2 separate regions of the Hordeum vulgare genome follow, and region 2 is linked to region 1. Evidence: chromatin contacts called from public Hi-C data. All regions are on one chromosome and are shown on one strand. Each heading gives the region's core, a stretch centred on a gene start, on an enhancer-like site or on the middle of the called end of the contact. The rest is flanking DNA. Distances are from core to core; before and after follow the strand shown.

Evidence for each region. Hi-C and Micro-C count contacts between places; a contact is called where the count stands out from the background.
Region 2: a contact with region 1 is called in a Hi-C map of seedling, with 6 times the contacts expected there. The contact joins the promoter of LOC123426360 here to the promoter of LOC123426359 in region 1. A contact is called at or near these places in 1 of 6 Hi-C or Micro-C datasets (seedling) and 1 of 1 datasets of contacts at active chromatin or transcription factors (embryo).

Annotation. Positions count from the first base shown.
Region 1 is chr2H:381,624,099-381,628,732 of MorexV3_pseudomolecules_assembly, reverse strand. It overlaps LOC123426359 (protein LONGIFOLIA 1-like), which reads right to left and starts at 1,892. Exons shown (of 5, transcript XM_045110170.1): 1 at 1,353-1,892; 2 at 408-475; 3 at 1-315. The coding sequence starts at 1,500. It also overlaps the pseudogene LOC123427433.
Region 2 is chr2H:381,921,777-381,926,410 of MorexV3_pseudomolecules_assembly, reverse strand. It overlaps LOC123426360 (60S ribosomal protein L13a-4-like), which reads right to left and starts at 2,633. Exons shown (of 3, transcript XM_045110171.1): 1 at 2,166-2,633; 2 at 1,988-2,075. The coding sequence starts at 2,554. It overlaps LOC123433714 (a small nucleolar RNA gene), which reads right to left and starts at 1,549; the gene lies at 1,467-1,549. LOC123433685 (a small nucleolar RNA gene) reads right to left here and starts at 1,252; the gene lies at 1,170-1,252. LOC123433690 (a small nucleolar RNA gene) reads right to left here and starts at 993; the gene lies at 911-993. It also overlaps LOC123433713, LOC123433691 and LOC123433689.

The DNA.
Region 1 (4,634 bases), core at 643-3,142:
AGTATCTCTATAAATCGAATCCTTTACCAGATTTCTTATACCAAGAGTCCGGTGGCTGGATTGAGCTGAGGGCGTGTTGGTGAGGGTATCATCCAGGAAGTAGTCTGGTCCATTGTCACTCTCAGGCGAGCTCTTGAGCCTCGGTGAGCACTTGAATGGTTTCTCCGGAAATAGCATCCGATCAGTTGACGATAGGTCCTGTTGTGTCGACCTATTGCCATCAAGGGAGGAAAACGACGAACATGATGACGATGAAGTCTCCATTGTTGACGATGCTCTTTGATTTTCAATCCAGCTTCTACTGAAGTTCTTGTCCTGAATACAGATTGCAGCAAGTCAGTCGAATTGTGAAAGGCTGGAAGCCGGTGCATGCATGCTGAAGGAGTGCACTGACAAGTGAGACTCACGAGAACAATCTGGGGACCGTATCTTGTGCGCTCTTCCCCTACGCTCGGGCTGCTTGACAGTGCATTGCCTGTTTTAGTAAGTGAAACATTTTTCAATGGTGAGCCAGCCTGAACAAGAACATTGGATTCTCAAAAAGAAAAAGGAAAGGGGAAAATATTGCTTCTTACGGAAAAATACATGGGACGAGCAAGAGAGAAAGTTAATCAAGACTGTTGCATTATAAAAGAAGAGAAGCAAAAACGTCACTGTCATTGTTGTCCAAATATACACTACATTTTTCTAGGAACTGTCACCCAAGAAGAAGAAAAAGAAAATTGTCAGTGTCATTAGTTGTCCAAATATAAGCTTTTTTTGTGAAAAGAATCCTCTTCCAATTTGAAGAATCATTTTCATTGATGTCAACATTTACAGATAGATTTTATTATGGGAAGTAGTAGGGTTCTAATATGCCTGCATGGCATAGTGACATATTTTGTCGGTCGTCCGGGGCCAATTCCCGGGTAATCAGCGCCGGTACAGATAAAAAAAGGTATTCTGAACTGAAGATTTCATTTCAGAAATAAACTTCCCTCTGCCTCCATCCTACACCAAGGTAGGTAAGGTACTCCGTAATTAAATTCCTGCATCTCGGTGGCCCGCCCAGAAAAAGGGGAAAAAGGCTACAGTAGATCTCAGCAATTGCCACCAGCACCTAGCGATTCAATGTGGAATGAAAGAAGGCCGAAAAAACAGGACGATAGTAAATTAAATCCCTGATCTATCATCCAAAATCAGAGCTCTGATCTATGACGGTGGCATGGCATACGAACATATATATAAGCAAAAAATGTGATTAGTGCGTCCAATAACGTAATTGGTGAGACGGAATGAATCCATGCATATTTGGAGCAAGCAAGCAGAAGCAGGTGCGGCGGGAAGGAAGGAAGGAGAGGATAGCAAGCAACCTGGGGGGAGCAGCCTCTTGTGGGAGTGTTGGGCGGCGATGGGGTAGCGGCGGTCGAAGGCCTGCAGGATCCCGGTGACGCACCCGATCTGGCGGTGCAGGTCCGGCCGCCTCTCCTCTCCCAAGGCCAGCAGGTACTTGGCCGGCATCGCCTCCTCCCCCTTCCACCCAAGAATGCAGGGAGGAGGAGTAGCAAAGCGAACCAAACCAAGCAGCTACCAGCTAAAGAAGAAGAACATCTCAGCAGTGCCGTAGCTCAATCGTGGAGGCAGCCCAGCCCAGCCCAGAGGGACAGAAGGAGGAGATCTTGTGAGGAGGCTGAGCGGTGAGCGTGAGGGACGTAGCCGCCCTCACCGCTCTGGGACTGGAGGTAGATGATGGAGGGGAAGTCTGGTGTGGGTTGCAAGAAGGGTGGTCGTCCTGTTTTGCTGCTCCTCTCCTCTATGACTGACTGGGACTGGAAGAGCTGTGAGGATGAGAATGGGGAGGAGGGGCTGGAGAGAAGAAGAGAAGAAGGCCTCGCTCCGCTACTGACATGTCATTGTTAACTCGTTTTACCGGAATGTGGGTAGGGTACTACTGTAGTACATCAGTGTCCTGGTAAATGCAGTTAAGAGGACTGACGTACATGTGAACTTGGGTAGGAGGAGTGCTGCTACTGTACTGGGACCTGGCATTCCATTGCAGGCAGTGTATAAACTAAACTACCCACAACTAACTAACTATATTAGGAGACGCTTCCCTCAAAAAAAAAACTATTGGGAGACGTGGCCTGTAGCTAGCTCGAGGATATGTGGGTGGGCACGGGGCATAGGGCCGAGAGGAGGGCGGGGGTTCCTTGTTCTCTTTCTCAGCACCCCATGTGCCGCTCCAAGCCCTACCCACCATCAGAGATGCTTGTCCACTTGTCCATCTCCTCTCTCTCTCTCTCTCTCACACACAGTGTATGCGTATGCGTATGTGTATGTGTATGTAAGGAAGTCAACATCAGTTTGTCATTTTGCAAGCGACCATGGCTGACCATGGAGGAAGTGAAGAGTTTGTTCGTTGGGTTGGGTAAAAAACTTGTCTCCTTTCAAACCGAGTAGGACTACTCGTCGGTTGGGTTGGGTGAGGAAGAAGAAGAAGATGATGATACTAAATCTGACAGCGTGTTCCTGCAACCATTAGCTGTGCTTTGTCCAAAAATTAGTGCAGCAAATGGAACGATCCATCAGCTGCTTCGTCTTGGGGTCAAGGACGCATTCAATGTGAGTGCAGTGCAGGGCAGGGCCAACTAACAACACCGCATTCATGGTGTGGATCCGTGATTGCAAAACCCAGCAGCAATTCTTGGCGTTGAAGCATGCATTGCATTTGCATTGCACGCTCTGACTCTGCACTCATCTACTACCTCTATGTCTGCAACACGCCGTTTCTTCTCCTTTTAATCTGGACCTCTCTTTTTTCCTTCTCCTTCTATCATTCTTCCAAAAGATTCAGACCGCTTCTTCTTTTCATTTGGTTCAGACTCAGACACAAACTGTTGAGCAAGTTGCAGCAAGCTGAATAAATTAAGGGACGGATGACATGGACTCTTGGCCGAATGAAATGACCAAAGTACCCTGCCACGTAAACAGACAGTAATATACTCCCTCCGTTCCTAAATATAAGTCTTTATACAGATTTCGCTAGTGGATTACATACGGATGTATATAGACATACTTTATAGTATACATTCAATCATTTTGCTCCGTATGTAGACACCTAGTGGAATTGCTTAAAGACTTAGGTCCACTTTGATTCAAAGGATTCTCATAGGATTTTTAAAGTATTAAAACCCTTCGTAATATTTCCTGTGTTCGTCATTTGATTCGCAGGATTAAATCCTGTAGGAATTTTTCCTATGGATTCATTTTTATTATATTTCATAAAAATTCTAGTATCCACTCCAACCTCTTGAAAAAAATCCTTTATTTTTCCTGCGATACAATCAAACAAACTTAATTCCTACAGGAATGCAATGGACATGCCATTATAAACCTACGTTTTTCCTATTCCAGCATTTTTGCAATCTTGTGAATCAAAGAGGCCCTTATATTTAGGAACGGAGGAAGTACTAGTTATTGGCATTTTCAGTTTTGCAAACTGTTTCAACTGTGGAGGACCAGCAGCAGCAGTTGCTCCACATTTGCTTGCGTCCACGCTTGAGGATTGACCTAACATAAGGAGCTGATAAGCATGGACATACGGACTACTCGTATTTAGAGCATTTTCAGCGGTTTGCTTCCCAGTGTACCTCGATGATAGCCTTTTTGACGCTTCGCCGGTGCTATTCTCGGCCTGGGGGCGAGCGAGTTTCCGATCGCGTCCCTATGTTTCGATCTCCAGACGTCAATGTTTTTAATTTTTTCTTTTCCGCTGTCCAAAAACACGCCACGAGTTCGGCAATCATCATGTCACAAGTCGGCGATCAGTGCCATAGTTCGGCGATCAACGGGGAGGGTAAAAAAAGGATCACACGTCCGACTAGGCGGGGTGCGTCGCGGGACTGGTCGGGCTCGGCGTCGGCGTAGTCGGGCTCACCGTCATTGACGTGACCGAGCTGTTCGTCTTCGGCGTAGTCGGGCTCGCGGTCGGCGTGCGCTCTGCGTTCGGGGTGGGCGCCGTTGTGGTGGTCATGGTCGCCGTCGGCGCTGTCATCTGATTTAAGATGAGGTCGCATTGTACTATGTGCCACGTCTTCACCTTCTTGTCCATCGTTGACGTGTCTGCCCTCATCATGAACTCTAGGTTGGTGTTCCTCTTCTTAGAAGCAGATCAATGTCGACCACCGCGCGTCGGATTTCTCCTCCCGCCTAGCAGCGCTGCTCTTGACGCCGGCGATACATTGCTCGATCGAAGCCTGCATCCGTTGGGCAACGGGCGTCGTGTCTCTCGCCGCCTTGTCCTTTTTGGTGCCATTTGGGCGCCCTTCTGCCGCAGCCGGGGCAGGCGCGTACGGGTTGTAGGTCTCCTTCGCCTTGTCGAGAGCGAGTCGAACCTTCCTCCACTTCTCTTACGAGTCGATCCTGGAGAACACGTGAAGGAACCTGAACTCTTGGTCCTCCTTGTCGGCGCGGTACATGGCGAACATCCGAAGCATCTGCACAAAAAACCGCGGTCGAAACATATCGGCAAAGCACACGGTGACGTGACGAACTAGTACCAGCGAACTTTGCGCATACCTGACCTTCGACATTGGCGCCGCTTTCGGGACGAGTTGCGACCTCCTCGACGATGCCATATCACTTGTTGCAGGCTG
Region 2 (4,634 bases), core at 1,384-3,883, 300 kb before region 1:
AATATTAATCTCACATCATAGGCTTATAACTCGAGCACAAGAGAATCAAACAAAAGAACAGGCTAAACGCCACAACCAAATGTTAAATGAGAAACAGGTATTAAGAACCAATCCCAGTTTTAAGATTTGCTATCTGATCTGAACTAACATAATTGAGACAAACTAGCGAAAACAATCCCTGAATGTTAAGAAGGCCTCAACTGGGAACACCCATCAAGAGTAGCAAATATTAATTTCACATCACAGGCTTATAACTGAAGCACAGGATAGTCAAACAAAAGAACAGGCTAAAAGCCACAGCAAAATGTTAAATGAGAAATAGGTATCAAAGTCCCAATCCAAGTTCTATGATTTAATATTTGAGTTCAAACAATTGAAATGAATTAGCCAACAAATTTTAAATAACAATAAGAATCCCTGAATTTTCAAAAAAAAAACAAAAGAAAACCATGGTTGTTAAAGAGGCCTAAGAGATCTTGGTGGTTATGGTCGTCAACTCGGGAGCACCCATCAAGAGTAGCAAATATTAAAATCACATCCTAGGCATATCATTAGAACACAAGAGAAACCAACAAAAGAACACGATGATACCACAGCCAAATGTTTGAGAATGTTTCCATTGAATGTGTTGTGACAAATGCCATGATTAATCAGAAATCATGATCAAAAAATTAATCAGAACCAGGCTAAAAGAAAAACATGCCTTATCATCGGACACAAGGTAACAGATGATTAATCAAAAAATAGCAATGATTAGTCAGAAGTAGCTGGTTGTAAGAATCATCTTTGTGAAAAATCAATGGACATCGGTCCTGAGTTTCTGCATCATACCAATCATGCTAAATTTGCCCATTTACAATGTAAAAAAAAAATAACAACAATAAGAAAACAAGACGTGTCTGTCATAAGAGGCCTCATAGATCTTGGTGGTTATGATCATCAACTGGGGAGCACCCATCAAGAGTAGCAAATATTAATATCACATCATAGACTTATAACTGAAGCAATCAAACAAAAGAATAGGCTTAAACAGCACAACCAAATGTTAAATGGGAAACAGGAATGGAAGTCCCAATCCGAGTTTTATAATTTGATTTCTGAGTTCAAATAATTGAAACGAACTAACAAACAAATTTTATATAACAATGAGAATCCATGGTTGTTAGAGAAGCCTCAGAGATCTTGGTGGTTATGGTCATCAACTGGGGAGCACCCATCAAGAGTAGCAAATATTAAAATCACATCATAGGCATATCATTTAGACACAAGAGAAACCAACAAAAGAACATGATGATAGCCACAGCCAAATGTTACAACATGAGAATCTTTCCATGGATATGTTGCGACCAATGCCATGATTAATCAGAAAAAACAATTGGAATCAGACTAAAAAGAACATGTCTAACATCGGACACAAGGGGACAAGACGAATTAAAATAGCTTGTGCTGTCAAAAACAATAGCATGACTAGTCAGAAGTAGCTGGTTGTGAGCATCATCTTTGTGAAAAATCAATGGACATCAGTCCTGAGTTTCTGCATCATCCCAGTCATGCTAAATTTGCACAAATGCAATATAAAAGAATAACAAATTCAAATGGCACAACAAAAGTTATCAATGCACTTGACAAGGCAGCTAATGGAATCTACTAGGCTAAGCACAAAAGGAAACGTGGACACTGCCTTTCGTCAAAATCAGTAAAATAGGCGTACACAATATCATTTCACCCTATCACTATCAAAAATCTTATTTCGTGGCCACCAATAACCTAACCTGTGTTTCAGCTCAACAACAGTTAATTTTGACTTAGCCACACAGGGAGAAGCTGTTAACTCAAATTCCCTATAAAAATCGGGCTGATACCTACAAACTACACCAACAGGGCATCCACAGCTAACATTGTGAATCAAAGCATCATATGTATGCATAATATCATCATCATTTTGTTCAGAGGTGACAACCAGAGTGATCGATGTAACAAAATGTACCTTGATAGTTTCATGGTAGTTCCACCCGACCTCCTTGGAAAGCTCGCCGAGAAGGCAGTACTTATGACCCGGCTGCAGCCTCAGAACCCTATCCAACAATAAGTCACACAAAGATCATCACCACATAACTAATTAAATTCGCCATTAGAGGAGCAAGCGAGAAAGATAAGGCGCGTACTTGAGCGCGTCGGGGATGACCATACGCTTGGTGCGATCATAAGGCGGCGGGACGCCCTCGAACGCCTTCAGCCTGGCGAGCGCAGCCTCGCCGCGGGGCGTCTTGTGCGGGATCATGCCGCGCACGGTGCGCCAGAAAATTTTCGAGGGGGCGCGGAAGTGGATGGGACCGTGCGACGGCTTGGTGTTCATCCGCTTGCGGAGGAAGCGGAGGTACTTCATCTTCTGACGGACCAGCCCGCCGGAGATGCACATCTCCTCGCACCGAACCACCACCACGCGCTGCCCGTTGAGCAGCTCCTTGGCCACGATCGACGCAAGGCGTCCCAGCATGTGGTGGCGCGCATCCACCACCACGCGACGCGCGGACACACCGGAGCCGGACACCATCGTTACCTGTTGGCTTCTCCCTTCCTCTCTTCCTCCGGCTCCGGTGTTGGTCGTGGGTGGCGGCGGCGGAGGGGGGAGCACGAAGACGTTAGGGTTTATGATTTTATAGGCGACCGGGAGGTAGCAGATTGGGCCGGGCGGTTGCTAGTGCTCCCACAAAAGAATGATAGGCCTAGTCACCTAAAATTCTGATGGGCTGTACTCCTCAAAAAGTCCTAATATGCCTTATTCCCAAAGAAAAGGCTAATAGGCTTAGACTCTCTCATGTCTCAATTTGTCCATGGGCCATATGGCGAGGAGATTTTTATTTCTTCTACCTTTTTTATGTATTTTCCCTAAAAATAAAACTAATCCCTCTACCGGGGTTGCTCGCTTGATCGCATAGGGTTCGTGTGGAGAACAGATGTCGTTGCTGGAGATACTTTTGGCCCCTCGCCTCCAGCTACCATCTTGGCGCTAAGAGGTAAAGGGACCTCACATCTTTAGAAATTTCATGACTTCCGTTAGTTTCTCGTGGTTGACATGGTGTTTTTTTTGCAAATGAAGTTACTCTGGTTCCTTTTGTGATGGTGCCCAGGAGGTTTGTTCAGATCTGATGAGTTTATATTATTGTGTCTTGTTGCTTTTGTTGGTTTGATTCTTTATGGAATTAGAACTTTTCTTTAACATTATGGTGAAGATATAGTCATTCGAGGGCTTGCACTCTAGGGGGGTCATCCCTGACTCAAGTACGTTCATCGCTCAAGACTTTCCATCTTTTTGGATTGCCACTCAAGGGGCTTTTAGAAACCTTTATTGGTAATCATGTTCGTGTGGGTGAACAAGAGGACGTATCGATGCCTCGGTCTAATTACAATCTCTTTACTCAAGTCTTGGAGGCATTTTGTCTTGCAGAGATCAATACCATGGAGCAGAAGTCTCCAAAATATATTATTATAATTATTAGTCATATGAGTTACTTTGCATCTTTATGAATGTTACATCTAAAAAATGTACATATAATGGTTATACGTACGAATAAAATTTCATGGATTTCTAGAAAACCTAACCCTTCTTCTTTTGCTAGAAACAAAATTGATCCTTCAACTATATATCTGAGAGATCTTCATGGTACAATATACCGGGGATGGCTCATTGACGGGAAGCCCGATACTATGTCAGGAAGCCCGTCAATTGTTTAATCAGTTCGCCTAGTTTCCTTCTGCTCATGTGATTCCGGGTGGGGCTTCCCAGTTCTCATGGTTCATAGCATTTGTCATGGAAGGTGCAATAGGGTTCTATCAACCCGTCTCGGGTATGAAAAAAATAAAACTTATAGTCAATCCACCTTTTCAATCAAATGGCTTATGCGTCGCCAAAGAAAGGCATTGGCAATGATTATAATTGTTTGTCGTAAATACGTAGGAGGCACAAACACAACATGAATAGCCACTTGCACACAATTCAGAAAATACATCCTGCAAATAGCTAGCCCCATATGTATTCTTAGTCATGAGAACACCCCTCGGGTGATTCATCGAAGGAACATTCCTTATACATGTCCCGCATGGCTTGCTTAACTCCCTAGGTGCGGTCGGTCTTTACATCAATAGCACAACTACTCATCTAGTATAGATTATGAATAAAGGTATTTCGTTCCCATAGATAAAAAACATGTTTTCCTTTTTATGGTTTATGGTTGCTAAAAAGATACACATAATGTATTGACCACCTCGAGCTACCACCAGTGCAACGACGTCCTATACAAACGGTTTTTATCCCCTTTCCATCATGGAGGTCTAAATTGTCGCCTTGCTTGTGTGTGCGATAGAGGGGCATCCCATACGACACAAAAAAAACTGTGATGTGGAGCAAGAATGCAAACGTTTGAAACAACTAAGTTTATGCGATGTTCGTCTCTATCACAGGCGAGAGTCATCAATAAACCGTTTGTGATGTATCATATTTCTCAAATGCTCCATCCTTGCTACTCGTGTGAGGTCGCATTACCATTACACGTGCTATTCTATGATGTAACATTTATGATGCACGCCACATCACAAAACATTTCATGATTGTAAAGCGTGTATGATACTACTAC